Regions from separate parts of the Mus musculus genome. Here all the other regions are linked to region 4. The links are chromatin contacts, called in public HiChIP or PLAC-seq maps. All regions are on one chromosome and are shown on one strand. Each heading gives the region's core, a stretch centred on a gene start, on an enhancer-like site or on the middle of the called end of the contact. The rest is flanking DNA. Distances are from core to core; before and after follow the strand shown.

Region 1 (3,581 bases), core at 505-3,004, 110 kb before region 4:
TGTAATCCCAGCACTGGACACAGGAAGTTCATGAGTCTGAGGTCAGCCAAGGTTATATAGTGAGACCTTGTGTATTAGTCAGGATTTATGTGTATATATGTATATATGTCTCTCTGTGTGTGTGTGTGTGTGTGTGTGTGTGTGTGTGTGTGTGTGTGTGTGTGTGTATGGATTTATTAGAATGACTTACTGACTGTGGTCCAGCTAATCCAACAATGGCTCTCTAACCAACAGAAGCTCCAGGAAACCCAGTAGTTCTCAGTCCATAAGGCTGGCTATCTCAGTTGATCTTTTTAGTGCACACTGAAATCCTGAAGACATACACTCTAATGCCAGTAAAGGAACTGACTAGCCAGTGAGAGCAAGTAAGGAAAGAATAAGCTTCCCTTTTCATGTCCTTTATATAGGCTGCCAGCAGAAGGGTTAGCTCAGATTCAAGGTGTATTTTCCAACCTCAAAGATCCAGATTAAAAGTAGCTTTTCCCATTTCAAATTACTTAATAAAAGAATCTCTTACAGGTGTGCCCAGCCATTTGAGTTTCAGTGAATTCCAGATGTAGCCATCACAAGTCCATCCCTTACCCACTTGACATAATTATATCTCCTTGTGTCCTGCTTAATTTCCAAATGAAAACAACAACCAGATCATAATTACACCTAACACGATATAATGATCCTACACACAATCACAAAATTCATTATATATTTAACCAAGTTATAATTACACCTAAAATGATAAAACTACTTCACATACAACCACAAACACTTCTTACTCATTCTTCTATTGCCATGAAGAGACACCAGGGAGGCTTGCTTACAGTCTCAGAGGCTTAGTCCACTATCATTATAGTAGGGAGCATAGCAGCGCACAGGCAGACATGGTCCTGGAGAAGGAGCCAAGAGCTCTACATTGGATCCTCAGGCAGCAGGAACCTGTATCCTCTAACAAGGCCTCACCCCCTAATCCTTCTAATTCTATCAGAGTCCCCTCCCTGGTGATATATATGAGCCTGTGGGAGCCATTCTTAGTTAAACCTCGTATCAGGAGAAAACAGGGGCCCATAAAGTGGTTGAGTAGAAGGGCTTCCTCTACAAGCCAAGGACCAGGAAAGATGGACACAGAGTTGCCCTATGACCTCCATATCTGTGAGTGACAGGTGTACTACTCCCCAGTGCACACACGCACATGCACACTAATAGTAAATTTTGTTTTAAATCCAAGTTGAGTGGGAAAGAGGATTTATAATTCATCTGAAATAACTTTTTAAAAACTCTTTATAGATCACAGCTGTCTGTCTTTAGCTCAGTGGTTTCAAGGTGGCTTGAGCTGCGCTTTATCTGGGTGAAAGTGAACCAGTGCAGCAAGTGTTACACAGGGATATAAATGTGTGTGGCAGACTGCCGTGGACTGGGGGCGACTGGAGCATGGCTCTGGCTGGTCAGCCTTTGCACTCGCCTGTGGGAGGCCTGTCTTTACTGGACCTTTAGTTTTGCACAGAGAATTCACGTCCTGGCTGTCCCCCGGGTTCCTAGTTTGCTTTGATCATTACTCCCTCTCATTCCCTATGTGCCCTCCAAGCCTAGGCCAGGCTGTGCTGATTTTAGCATCTGTTGAAGAAAAGAGGAAAACAGGCCATTTTGCTATTCAAGTAAATCTCTAGTTAAAAAATGTGTGTTTTAAATGCCACCAGATGTAAATGTTAAAGCAATCTGTTGACAGGAGGAGGAGGAGGAAGGGGGGCAGCAAAAGTGTGTTACTCTGGGCACATCTGGAATGATGTGGCGGTTTAAGTCTTTTACCTCCTCAGTAAATATGCTGAATGATACTAAATGCCTAACTCCATTAATGGTTGCCCTCTTCCTTTTTAGGATCATGGCTGCTGTTCCTCTGAACAATCTACAAGAACAACTACAGCGACACTCAGCCAGAAAACTTAATAATCAACCCAGCCTTTCAAAACCAAAATCTTTGTAAGTATGTTCATTCTCATGTAGAAGACAGCTCAGGTGTCATACAATGGAGCTCTCGCCTTTCACCTCTGTGGAGTCTGGGATAGGGTCCCATGCATAGCCCCTGCTGACTTTGATCTCACTCCAGTCCACACTTGCCTCACACTTGCCACAGTCCTCCCTCAGCCGTGTCTGTGCTCAGATCACCACCACACCAGGCTTCCTCCAGCTCTCTCATTTCACAGAGGAAATGAGGAGCCCAGTGGTTTTCCCCGTTGCAAGTTAATAGTAGAGCCTGTGCTAGCAGAGCTGAGTGTGATTGTTCTAGCTTTACACAGGTCCTGGCACGTACTTGTTCAGTAAAGTTGGATGGACAAGTAATGGATTTTCTTGTCAATTTGGACAGATATTATGCTTTAGTGTAACCTCATATTCTCTGTAAAACTGTATAGTTAAATGACCACTCTCTAGTTCTGTGTCTCCTGCAAGCTAAGCCCCAAGTTGCTAAGATATCTAATAATACACTGTACTTAGGTTGTGCCCTCACCAGATAGCAAGCACTGCTCCATGCCTGCAGATTTAAAGTTACTTCAACTTCAGTCACTAATGTCAGCAGACAGCCTCTGCCTCATGTGTCCTTCAGATCTTAGCAGCTTTTCTAAAACTCCTTTCTCCCTTAAACATTTTTTTTGTCACAGTAGAAAATTCCACTCTGAGTCTGTCTGTCTGTCTCTCAACACATCCTGTCTTTTGCTTCTGAAGGGACTATTAAGGACCTCCAGCCTGAGAAATAAAGTGTAGGAGTGGCCTGGGAACTCTCAGTGCCCAGTAACTAGCCTCTGAATGGAAAGGATTAGAGCGACCAAATGTTTTTAAGTACCTGGTGAATTTTCAAAACCACAGAGTGACAGATTCTATGCTCAATACAATTAACGTGACTTGCACTTGAAATGTTTTATAGGAGAATGAATTTGTTAAAATGGAAATGAGTCCATCAGGGCCTGGGATTATAAGTTATGATAGAATGCTTGCTTAGCATAAATGAGGCCCTGGGTTCAGTCCTCAGCATCAGAAACAAATGAATTCACTAACTGAGTTTTTCCATTATTTTTCAGAGGTTTTACTTTTAAAAAGAAAACATCAGAGGGTGATGTGTCTGTCACTAGTGTGTCCGTAGTAAAAACACCTGCGTTAAGTGATAAAGATGTGAACGTGTCTGAGGCCTTTTCATTCACTGAGTCTCCACTCCACAAACCAAAGCAGCAGGCAAAGATTGAAGGCTTCTTTAAACATTTCCCTGGAAGGCAGCAAAGCAAGGGGACCTGCTCTGAGCCGTCACTGCCGGCCACGGTACAGACTGCTCAGGACACTTTGTGCACTACCCCCAAAACCCCCACTGCGAAGAAACTGCCCGTGGCTGTTTTCAAGAAATTAGAATTTAGTTCTTCTGCAGACTCCCTCAGTGACTGGGCTGATATGGATGACTTTGATATGTCAGCATCAGATGCGTTTGCTTCACTGGCTAAAAATCCTGCCACAAGAGTAAGCACCGCTCAGAAAATGAAAAAGACTAAGAGAAACTTCTTTAAACCACCACCTCGTAAAGCCAATGCAGTAAAGACTGACTTGAC
Region 2 (3,346 bases), core at 112-2,611, 93 kb before region 4:
CGACCATTGTGGTGCAGACCTTTAAGCCTCAGCACTTTCAGAGGCAAAAAGAGGTTCCTCTCTGTCAGTTAGAAGCAAGCCTGGCATACAAGCAAATTTGGGGCCAGCTCCAGTTACACACACAGACAACATGGTCTTTTTTACAGATAGAGGAGATGAAACATAGAAAATGGAACAGTGGAGAGCCTTTTGTAGTTTTTCTTGACACAGAAGCATCTTGCCATAGCACAGGCTAGCTTCAGATTTGCCGGATGGCAAGGCTGCCTTGAATTCCTAAACCTCCTTTCTCATCCTCCTGCCAGCTAGGATTCCTCATATGTATGCCACCACACCTAAGTGGGAAAGCTATTTTGAGTTGCATTTAATGTTAATTTTTAAAAATATGTGTACTAGCTAGATGTGACACATGCCTATAATTACCAGTACTTTAGAAGCTGAGGGTACAGGAGGGTCACAAGTTTGAGACTCAAAAGTGAAACTCTTGACTCAGAAAACAAAACTTAAAAATAAAAATGGTGCATTGATTGTTATGGTGAGGTATTTGTTTCTTTTGGAAAGTGTGATATATGACTTATAAAATATGAAACCTAAGCACGATCATATCTGATTAATGTATAAATAAAATGAAATTTAAATTATTACTCTTAACTTAGATTCCAGCTACATATCTGACAGGGGATAAGACTGACTCAGAAGCTGCAAATATTTACCTCCAATTATCCAAAAAAGACCCAATCATCAAGCTTTTGTATGTTACTCCAGAGAAGGTTCGTATTTATCTCACTCTCTTCAGTGTAATATTGCAACGCACTCAAATACATATATTTGAAGAACTTGGTGATAATTTTTATATACATTAATGAATTCTTGTATAACCTTCACTCCAGACCACAGATGGTAAAGTCTTCTCTGCCTCCTGTGTTGTTTGTTCTTTCTCCAGTTTGTTGTGAAACACTTAATTGACAGTGAGTTGCAGATCTGCCATTTTACCTCTCCTTTACCTCACTCTGCATTTCCTGACTGTATAGCACTCCCTTAGGAACCACTGTAATTTACCCGTCAGGAAATGTACAGTGACACATACTGTTACTTAAGCCATTAACCTTTCAGTAATGACCTTTGTAAAAAAGGGAAAAAAAGAAAACCCCTATTTCATCTCCTATCTAAACAGTTTCATTATTTTGACATTTTGAAGCATAAGGGCCAGTTTTGGGGACTGTGCCTCAATTTGAATTTGCCTTGTTTCCTGCTGATTAAATCCCTATTCCTCACGTTGGCAGGGATGCCACAGATGTGCTGTGTGCTATCAGAAGACAGTTGGCAGTGACTCATCCCATTACCAGTGGTGGTCACTGGCCAATCACTCGATCAAAATAGCATTGCCAGGCTGCTGCTCGCTGGGCTTAACGTTTCCTTCCCCTTCCAGCTGCCTAGTGAGCAGTTGCTCTGTTGTAGGAGGTCTCAGACTGTACAGACACCGTGGCAGACATCAGAGCCTCCCCACAAGCTTTAGCATCGTTGATGATTTGTTTCTTATTATTACTATGATGAGTGCCAGGTTGAGTTTACTGATACAATCCATCCTGGCTTTATGAAAGCCTTGCCTGATGCTGCGTATTTATCAGTGTGAACTTGTGGGTTCTTTATTAGTTTAGTAAATTATAATCATTTTCACTATGTATTTTGATGTTCTAATTGCCTATGTTCAACCAGTGAGGACGCTTCATCAACCTGACTTCTGTGTCTTATGTCCCTGTTAAGATATGCTTGTTATTGGCACATAGCTATCTATATGTGTAATACATAGAGTTCTTCCCCAATAGTATGCACATACCAAACACACATCTAAACTCCCGTTATCAGGCTGGCGGTTGCTCATGGGGAATGTGCCTAAGGACCTAGAACCAACCACCTTAACTCTGAATTCACGCATATACATCATTGTGTGCACAGACCCACCCTACACATGCACAAACACAAAATGAATACATGTAAAAAAATGTAAGTCCTGTAACCAGAGTAAACATGTGGTAACTCTCAGAGCTACTAGCCTGATAAGTAAAGCTGTTGGATGTGGATGAGGGCATTGAAGTGTCTGGATTGCCCTTTGCTTTTCTGCTCTCTTCACAGACTGAGGACAGAATCACTCGTGTGTGAGTAGTTCTAACAGGGAGTGACGATATTCATTCAGATGTGTTTACATCTCTCGTGTATCTCTATTCTAGGTCTGTGCAAGTAACAGGCTGATTTCTACTCTGGAGAATCTGTATGAGCGGAAGCTCTTGGCACGTTTTGTCATTGATGAAGCGCATTGTGTGAGTCAGGTAAGTTTCTCTTGGGATATCAGTGTGTTTATACCACCAGTAGTGCTCAGAGCCACAGCACTGAAGAACAACCCACAGTGGCTGACTGATCGCTCTGCTGCTTCACTGGAGAATAAAGTGCATCTTATATATCGACCCGAGAGATACAAATAACCTGAAAGCAACATTTTTTTTCCAATTAGTGGGGTCATGATTTTCGTCAAGATTACAAAAGGATGAATATGCTTCGCCAGAAGTTTCCTTCTGTTCCAGTGATGGCCCTCACGGCCACAGCGAACCCCAGGGTCCAGAAGGACATCCTCACTCAGCTGAAGATCCTCAGACCTCAGGTGTAAGTCGGTGAAGGTTGTGGGTTCCATTTTCTGATTCTGTACATTAGCATCACCTGTAGGGCTTTATCAAGCCAAGTGTCCAGATGTGCCCAAGGACAGCTAAATCAGAATATTTGAAATTGGAAGAATTTTTTTTTTTTTATTCTCAGTGCAGTAAAATTTGGGAACAAAATCTGGGTTTTTTTCTTTACTTAATAAAAGAACAACTCTAGAGCACTCTAGACGGCAGCACACATAAAGGCGCCTGCAGCCAGGGCTGACCGCCTGAGGTCAGCCCCTGGTATCTTTGAGAGAGAGAGAACTGGCACCTTCTGCCTGTTGCCCAAGCAAGCCCTGATAAACAAGCAAATAAATAGAAACAAAAGGAAAATCATCCCACCCTCTGCTTTAGAAGTGAGATAAATCAAATTCGGTCCTGGGTAACCCTGTTGTAATCCTTTTAACAGATTACATTTTGTGTATCTTACTTTGGCTTCCACACTCCACGTGCCTTCATGGAATGAGCAGGTAACCCTGCTTTCTCATCTTAAAGTCTCTAGTCCATGCACGATTTGAGAGCAGTCTAGAACCCTCTTAGCACAGCACTTTCACTTGAATTTCATCTCAGCACGTGCATCTTGCTACCTCCAAATCCATAACTAATTGGTAACAAAGGCACTAAAAATATTTGCCTATATACATTTAGGTGGT
Region 3 (3,559 bases), core at 745-3,244, 71 kb before region 4:
AAGTAACACTGGGGCTGAGCTTGCCTGTGTGACTCTAGAGCTACTGTGGGCCAGCATCTCTCTTTTCCACAGCCTTTGCCAGCTCTCTAGCATTAGTCTGCAGTGCGCTTTCTTTTACATGGAATACTCCCCCCCCCCTTTTTTTTTCAATTTAATACATTGGTGCTTTGACTATACACATAACTATGTGAGGATGTCAGATTGCTTGGAACAGGAGTTAGACAGTTGTAAGCTGGCATGTGGGTGCTGGAACTGAACCTATGTCCTCTGGGAGAGCAGCCTGTGCTCTTAACTGCCAAGCTGTCTCTGCAGCAAGCCAGTCAGTGCCTCCTGTGCTGATGGTATGCTGATCTGCTGACCCTGGGTCTCTTTTACTCCTAGTGGCAAAATTGTGTCATTTAATGTGACTGACCACTAGATATTTCTTTCATCTTTGTAATGCTATTTTTGCAATAGCAAGTTATGTTTTAAGTGCTTAAAAAGTCAACTTTATTTGTATAATGTAATTTTGCCTGAATATACAGTATTTTGGCCTTGATCAAATTAAGTCCTAGATTTTCAACTGAAATACTCTTATTTTTTTTTTATTGTGTATTCGGGGATGGGGGAAATCTGCATGTGAATGCAGGTGCCCTCAGTCTGAAGACATGTTGGATTTTCCCCCAGGACTAGAGTTACAGGCAGTTGTAGAGCTGCTTACAAAGCCCAGCTCATTTTGTTTTTAATCTTACATATGTGTTTTCGGGTACCCACAGAAGCAGGAAGAGGTCATTGCGTCACCTGGAGTTTATAGGCAATTGTGAGCTGCTCACCTTGGTTCTGGAAACTTTGCTTGGGTTCTCTACAAGAGCAGTTTACCCTCTTAACAACTGCTCCATCTCTTCAGGCCTTAAAATAGATACTCTTGAAACAAATTTGTCAAGCTCCTAAAGATTGACTGTTGCCTAGCTCCCACCGAATGATTCTAATTCATATGGACCGAGAAGAACAGTCCTTGGCCTTTCTGTTTGTTCTGTTTTGTTCTTTTTTTTTTTTTTTAGATTTATTTATTTATTTATTTATTTATTTAATGTAAGTACACTGTAGCTGTCTTCAGATACTCCAGAAGAGGGCATCAGATTTCATTACGGATGGTTGTGAGCCACCATGTGGTTGCTGGGATTTGAACTCGGGACCTTCGGAAGAGCAGTCGGCGCTCTTAACCACTGAGCCATCTCACCAGCCCCTCTGTTTTGTTCTTATGGTTTTTGTCATTTTGTTTTCTTTCTGTATAAGCAACTCAGGCTTATCTACAGTTAAAATTGCATAAGTTTTTACTTTGAAATCAGTGGTTGAATAACATGAGTTAGCATACGATCACTCGGTTGCATCTTGAAGATTGATGGTAAATACTAGAGCAGATAATATCGTTGTTTCTGAGCCTGGGAAGAACCAGCAGCAATTACCTTAGGGCTAGAGACCACCCTGGAGCCCAGGCTATTGCTTACGCACCTTAACATGAATGCCATGGCTCTGTAAACAACCCCACCACACATGCCTGTCAGGGACAATCAGCACAGAAAGGTCTGCTTGCAGTTGATGCAGAATCCTTCTGATGGCGATACCAAGTCCACAGGAAGATCCTGCCACCCTGAGCAGGATCCTCTACCTCCTTGGATCTGAATAGAATCATAGGTTACCAATATGAAAATCTCACCTTGGTCATGCTAAGTACTGTTGTACACAGTTCTTTTAAATTGTTAGTTAATGCATTATGAGTCTAATAGGCTTCTATTTTCATATCAGGTTATCTGTGCGACAATTGCGTTTGGAATGGGAATTGACAAACCTGACGTGCGATTTGTGATTCATGCATCTCTTCCTAAATCTATGGAGGGTTATTATCAAGAATCCGGCCGAGCTGGAAGAGATGGGGAAATATCTCACTGCGTGCTTTTCTATACATATCATGATGTGACCAGACTGAAGAGACTTATAATGAGTAAGCCACATACCACATCCTGTCTGTCATGGTCCATCTCATGAGTACAGTCTGCCCCTGCTGTTGTAGTACTTGGGTCCTATTCTCATTAGTCATAGAAAAATGAAGGCATTTAATATATATTGTAAAGTTTATTTAGGTTTATTATAAAGATATACATTCTTGTTTAGTGAAGTCATGTGATGCTGACATGTACAAAGTGTGTTCCAGACTAGGCAGGCTAACCCTCCAGATCGTGGGTTCCTCTATACCCTTCCAGACCCAGTCTTACGCACCCTTACATATTACACCCCTTCCAGGGAAATAATGAACTCTTGAAGAACTATAAGAACCATCCAGGTTAGTGGAGAGTTGGGGAGAGCCAGGAATAGAGGTGTATGACTGAGTCTCCCTTGCTTGAACCTAGGAATTGAACTGAATGAGGCTGGCCCAGGCAACAAAATGAAACCCTGTCTCAGAAAAAATGAGAGGATAGTGAGAACCAGTCTTAGAGGAAGGAGGAAAGGAAAAAGGACAGGACGGGCAATAAAGCCAAATTCCCCTGTGAATCCATCTTCTACTTTACCCTTTTCCATTAGAGGCAGGCAGCACCTTGTGTTCAGTGTTCGCCTTTCCCAAGTGCAAGTGTCTTAGAATGTAAATGGGTGGTCTGTGAGATGTCTCAGTGGTTAGATGCTTGTCACCAAGCCTGATAACCTGAGCTCAGTACCCCCAAGAGATGTTTTCTGTCCACACATATATGAGCTAGCATATGTACATACATGCATATATTGGTGTGCATTTGTGCACATAAGTAAAATGTAAATGTAATTATGTTATAGAATCCTAAGCTTTTTACTGACTTCACGGTCATCACCGTGTGTCATCACAGCCTTGTACAGATGCCTTTCAGCGTGGGTATACTTAAATATGTCACCTTAATGTCAACTGGCTTAGGAGGCTGATTTTATCATGTGTGCTCTCTTCTTTTTTTTTTTTTTTTTTTTTTTTTTGGTTTTTCGAGACAGGGTTTCTCTTTATAGCCCTGGCTGTCCTGGAACTCACTTTGTAGACCAGGCTGGCCTCGAACTCAGAAATCCGCCTGCCTCTACCTCCCGAGTGCTGGGATTAAAGGCGTGCGCCACCACGCCCGGTGTGTGTGCTCCCTTAAATATGTTTTATAATCCTATGTTTTTGAGACTCTGGTCTCCTTTATGCTGGCACAGGTACTGATCATGGGAAATGGCACTAGCCACAGTAACTCCTGTGAAAAAGTGAGCTACAAAGAGATTTTGTAACTTGCCCTAGGGAACGTGAAGGACCATTTATGGGAGGAACGGCCTGATGCACTGGCATCATTGGTGCAGTGTGGGTCATCCTCACTTCCCATGTTAGGGCAGTTTTTTCAGTTGGGTTGGTTGTTTTGTTTTTGTTTTTTAAAACAAGGTTGCTAGTTTCTTATTGTTGTTTGTTGGGCTTTTTGTTTGTTTAGTTGGTTTTCTTTTGAGATACAGTCTCACTTGGTATAGCCCAGGTTGGCCTTGAACTTGTGATCCCCTGCCTCAGTCTTAAGTGCTGGTACTGCAGCAGTGAACCACC
Region 4 (3,410 bases), core at 601-3,100:
ACTTTCAGATAATTGTCAGCAGAGTTATTGCAAATGCAATCTATGTGACCATCCAGATTCGAGAGAGGCAAAGTGTAGGCAACCGCTCACCCCCATAGTGCCTCCACACAGGCCTCTCCCTCAAGGAGGCAGGGCTGACTGCTTCCCACTCAAGGCAAGGCGGCAGAAAGGCTGGCAGGAGAAGATAGTTGTGCCTGGGTTGCAGCCTTCAGGGGTCTGGCTAGTTCTTCCCTCCAAAGGCCCACGGAGACTCCTCTGGGCCAGCCTCCAAGGAAGGGGGAAACCACGAGGCTTTCATTCTGAGGTAAACTTTCAGGTCACAGGACAATTGGGAGGAGCACTAGGGGACTCCCTTGCTAGATAGGGCCAACCCTGTCCCTATTTCCCCTAAATGGGTGATGTTGCTCATAGCCTAAGGAAAATCTCTGACTCACTTCCTGCCTCAGTCTCACCACAAGAGTATTGTTCTCCCAAATGTGCATGTGGTGGTGCTGGTGGGGGCTACCCCACAGTGGTCCCCACAGGTCTTAGCTCCTTCTAAGGGAAAGCCCCCAATCTGGGAGGAACCAGACTTTTAGAGACCCCATGTCTGCAGTGTTTTAACGGATGCTCAAATAACAGATTCAGTTAACTTCATACACATCTCCATTTTCAGAGGGATAAATCGGGGCTCTGAGAATTTAAGGTTCGAAATAATGCAAAATAGTACCGCAAGGATTTGAGCCCAACTTTCCTGGACGACTTTCCACACAAATGATACGTGTGTATGTGTGTATGTGTACTACTTTGAGGGTTTTGAGGCAAAGTCTCATGTGGCCAGGTTATCTCACAGAGAGCAAGAAGGGATGTGCAGAGGCCGCTGGCGACCTTGGAACAACCCAGCCTGGGAAGATCTTGGCCCGGTTCCCCTCTTCTTTCTCAGCTCGAGCAGAATGTCAACCTTCCGCCAAGTAGCACAGCCGTTTTCTAGGGCAGGAACCCAGGGAGGGAAGGGCTCTGGCTGGTATACTGTAAGTAGCTTGGAGTGAAACGCTGCCAAGTCTGAGGCCTGCTAAGTTGTGTAGCTTAAGGAAAATTATTTAAACTTTGTGTGCCTCAGTTTCCTTATCTGTAAAGTGGGATTAATAATGTCATCCTGAGCGGATTATGTGGATTAAGGAATGTACATAAGGAGAAGATAGGGTGAACTGATTGGCCCAGTGCCTAGCTCTCCGTTGTTGCAGGGGGAAAAAAAAGTATTGGGAAAAAAAAAAAACCATAAAAGGAGGTGGGCTATTTCTGTTTATCCACCTGTCTCTACAAAAGCAAATAAAACTGTGACTCCTCTAACTGGAGGCACGAGGGCTGCCCTGCCGCTGTGAGATCCGACCTGAGAGTGGAGTTGCCCCAGGTCCGCCATCCCAGGGCGCTTCCCTTGACTATCCCCAAACTCAAAACTCGGGACCCAGGAACCTCGGGCAAGGCAGGGCCAGCTTGGACTCTCCCCAAACCCCCCGACCCTCGGCCCTTCCCTCGCCATCTCGCCCGCGGGCTCCCAGTCCGGGTCTCCGAAACCATCTGCCCGGGAGTTTGCGGGGCCAAGAGCCTAACGCGGTGCGGACCGAGGGGCCTGGGGTGGCGCGCAGGGACCACGCTCCCTACCCGCCCCGCTGGCAGCCGCAGACAGGGCGCCCCGAGAACGCAGGGCCCGCCGCGTGGAGCTCTCTGAACACCGGCCGGGCCCGGCCGGGCCCGGCCTGACCCGACCCGGGCGGCGAACGGGCCGGGCCGGCTGCGGCCGCCGAGCGCGGAGGTGGCGCCGCGAGGGGGAGGGGCGCGGCGCGGAGGAGGAGGAGCCCGGGCCGCCGCCGCCGCCGCCGCCGCTGTGACAGCGGCCCGAGTAAACAAGCCGCGCCGCCGCGGCCGGGCCGCTGCCCCCCGCCCGCGCCCGAGCCCAGGCCGAGCCTTGCCCTGGTCGCCGGCCGGGCCGAGGCCGCGCCGCCGCGCCTCCCCGCCTGCGCGCCGTGACGCCGCTGCCGGGCGCGGGGACCGCCGGAGCCAGGCCCCCGCCGCCGGGCTCCGTGCTCGGCCGAGGGGTACCCGAGCGGCCGCGGCGCTCGTCCGGAAAAGTTTCCCCGCCCGGGCTCCCCAGGGTAAGCGGCGAGGGCGCGCGGCCCGGGGCCGGGGAGGCGGCGCGCTGGGGAACCGGGCCCGGAGCGGGCGGGGGAGCGCGGAGCCGGGCGGCGCAGCCCCGGGCCTCGCCGGCCGCCGGGCTCTGGTCGCGGATTCTCGGCCGCCGCGGCGGGAGGACGGGAGCCGCGCAGCCCACCTGAGCGCCGGGCTTGGGCCCGCGCCGGTACTTTTCCGCTGGGGCCGGGGCGAGCCCTATGACCTCAGGAAGCGCCGGCGGGGCCCCTGCTGGGGCGGGCTAGGCAGAGCATTCCTCGGACTCTGGGTGCTCCCGCCTGCCCGCGGTCCTCCGTGGCCCCGGCGGCCGGGGCCTGCGCCTGGTGGGGCGCGCTCCCGGGAGGGCACGGGGTCCTCGGCCGCCTGGCACACCTGTACGGCCGGAGCGGTCGGGGGCGGATTTCGCGTGCGCGCACAGGCCGGCTTGGGGGAGGCTCGCTCCGGGCTGCCTCCTGCCGAGGCCTGGCCGAGGCCCCTGCTGCCCCCATCCATCGGGTGGCTAGCCGAGGGGCGGCCTGCTTGCCATACAGGTCTGACAGCAGACACTAGTCTGCTCGGTGCCGCCGTTCCCACCGCCCCAGGGCTTTGCGCCTAGGGGAAGTGGACTTTCATCTCTCTGAAGCACTGGGATTCTCTCTGACTTGGGAAGTGCCAAGACGACGCAGGTGATGTGGCCCAGTGAGGGCATGTGGCTGCTGGCCAGGTGTGGACATAGAAAAGGAGGGTGGGCGAGCAGATTAGGTGTGTGTTTCCTGTTTTGGGCTTCTATCTAAAATTTGTATTTTTTTAAAAAGAGGATCCTATGGCTTAAAAAAAGTTTGAAAGCCTCTGTCCTAATAGTTTTTAACCACCAAGGAAACTGAGGCCCAGAGAGTGGAAATGACTTGTGTAAGTAGTTGAGCAGGGACTAGGAGTTAAAATTTCCTGGGAGGTGCCTGTAACAGGACCTGCCTTGGGGTCTCTGCTGGAAAGAGAGACCTGATTGGGTTTCCCAGCAGTCTTTGGTGGCTTGCTCTGTGGCTGCCTCAGCTGGGTCTCCAGGTCCTAGAAACAGCAGCCACACCTGGGGGTAAGTGCCCGTCTTATGCCTGGAATGGTTGTGGTTATCTCTGTCTGTAGGTTCTAGGGAGAGACAGAAAGGCTTTGCCTAAGAAAAGAGCTAGGACAGTACTATAGCCTATTCTCTAGTCAGGCCCAGCACTGATGGCTGGGCAAAACTGACCCAGAGAGGCTAGAAATATATC

The links. HiChIP or PLAC-seq counts read pairs in DNA pulled down with a chosen protein or histone mark.
Region 1: an H3K27ac HiChIP or PLAC-seq map of the HPC-7 cell line shows a contact between it and region 4, with 7 times the contacts expected there. The contact joins the enhancer-like site here to the promoter of Furin in region 4. A contact is called at or near these places in 6 of 39 promoter capture datasets (the C10 cell line, the HPC-7 cell line, hippocampal neurons and 3 more), 1 of 15 datasets of contacts at CTCF or cohesin (the NIH/3T3 cell line), 7 of 484 Hi-C or Micro-C datasets (the HL-1 cell line, bone marrow-derived macrophages, embryonic fibroblasts and 4 more), 11 of 115 datasets of contacts at active chromatin or transcription factors (CD8 T cells, the HPC-7 cell line, SST interneurons and 6 more) and 4 of 9 other capture datasets (adipose tissue, embryonic stem cells, liver and 1 more).
Region 2: an H3K27ac HiChIP or PLAC-seq map of the HPC-7 cell line shows a contact between it and region 4, with 10 times the contacts expected there. The contact joins the enhancer-like site here to the promoter of Furin in region 4. A contact is called at or near these places in 6 of 39 promoter capture datasets (the C10 cell line, the HPC-7 cell line, Sertoli cells and 3 more), 1 of 15 datasets of contacts at CTCF or cohesin (CD8 T cells), 13 of 484 Hi-C or Micro-C datasets (the C2C12 cell line, CD4 T cells, the HL-1 cell line and 9 more), 10 of 115 datasets of contacts at active chromatin or transcription factors (CD8 T cells, the HPC-7 cell line, bone marrow-derived macrophages and 6 more) and 4 of 9 other capture datasets (adipose tissue, liver, macrophages and 1 more).
Region 3: an H3K4me3 HiChIP or PLAC-seq map of bone marrow-derived macrophages shows a contact between it and region 4, with 4 times the contacts expected there. The contact joins the enhancer-like site here to the promoter of Furin in region 4. A contact is called at or near these places in 14 of 39 promoter capture datasets (the 3T3-L1 cell line, the C10 cell line, the HPC-7 cell line and 11 more), 2 of 15 datasets of contacts at CTCF or cohesin (CD8 T cells and the NIH/3T3 cell line), 35 of 484 Hi-C or Micro-C datasets (the AML12 cell line, the C2C12 cell line, the C3H10T1/2 cell line and 24 more), 17 of 115 datasets of contacts at active chromatin or transcription factors (CD8 T cells, the HPC-7 cell line, SST interneurons and 12 more) and 4 of 9 other capture datasets (adipose tissue, embryonic stem cells, liver and 1 more).

What each region holds. Positions count from the first base shown.
Region 1 is chr7:80,512,979-80,516,559 of GRCm38.p6, reverse strand. It overlaps Blm (Bloom syndrome, RecQ like helicase), which reads left to right. Exons shown (of 22, transcript NM_001042527.2): 2 at 1,870-1,971; 3 at 3,066-3,581. The coding sequence starts at 1,874. Among named protein-coding and RNA genes, the nearest start is that of Blm, 20 kb to the left of the region's middle. Within about 2 kb of position 1,754, at least 12 of the 459 cell types and tissues checked have an H3K27ac peak or open chromatin away from gene starts, as enhancers often do. A contact at or near this core is called in the HPC-7 cell line, where this site is marked.
Region 2 is chr7:80,493,411-80,496,756 of GRCm38.p6, reverse strand. It overlaps Blm (Bloom syndrome, RecQ like helicase), which reads left to right. Exons shown (of 22, transcript NM_001042527.2): 10 at 654-767; 11 at 2,226-2,324; 12 at 2,507-2,655. Among named protein-coding and RNA genes, the nearest start is that of Blm, 40 kb to the left of the region's middle. Within about 2 kb of position 1,361, at least 38 of the 459 cell types and tissues checked have an H3K27ac peak or open chromatin away from gene starts, as enhancers often do. A contact at or near this core is called in the HPC-7 cell line, bone marrow-derived macrophages, granulocyte-monocyte progenitors and 3 more, where this site is marked.
Region 3 is chr7:80,472,451-80,476,009 of GRCm38.p6, reverse strand. It overlaps Blm (Bloom syndrome, RecQ like helicase), which reads left to right. Exons shown (of 22, transcript NM_001042527.2): 15 at 1,786-1,981. Among named protein-coding and RNA genes, the nearest start is that of Blm, 61 kb to the left of the region's middle. Within about 2 kb of position 1,994, at least 19 of the 459 cell types and tissues checked have an H3K27ac peak or open chromatin away from gene starts, as enhancers often do. A contact at or near this core is called in CD8 T cells, the G1E-ER4 cell line, bone marrow-derived macrophages and 1 more, where this site is marked.
Region 4 is chr7:80,401,252-80,404,661 of GRCm38.p6, reverse strand. Furin (furin (paired basic amino acid cleaving enzyme)) reads left to right here and starts at 1,850. Exons shown (of 16, transcript NM_011046.3): 1 at 1,850-2,132. It overlaps Gm44851 (predicted gene 44851), which reads right to left and starts at 222. Exons shown (of 1, transcript NR_169037.1): 1 at 1-222.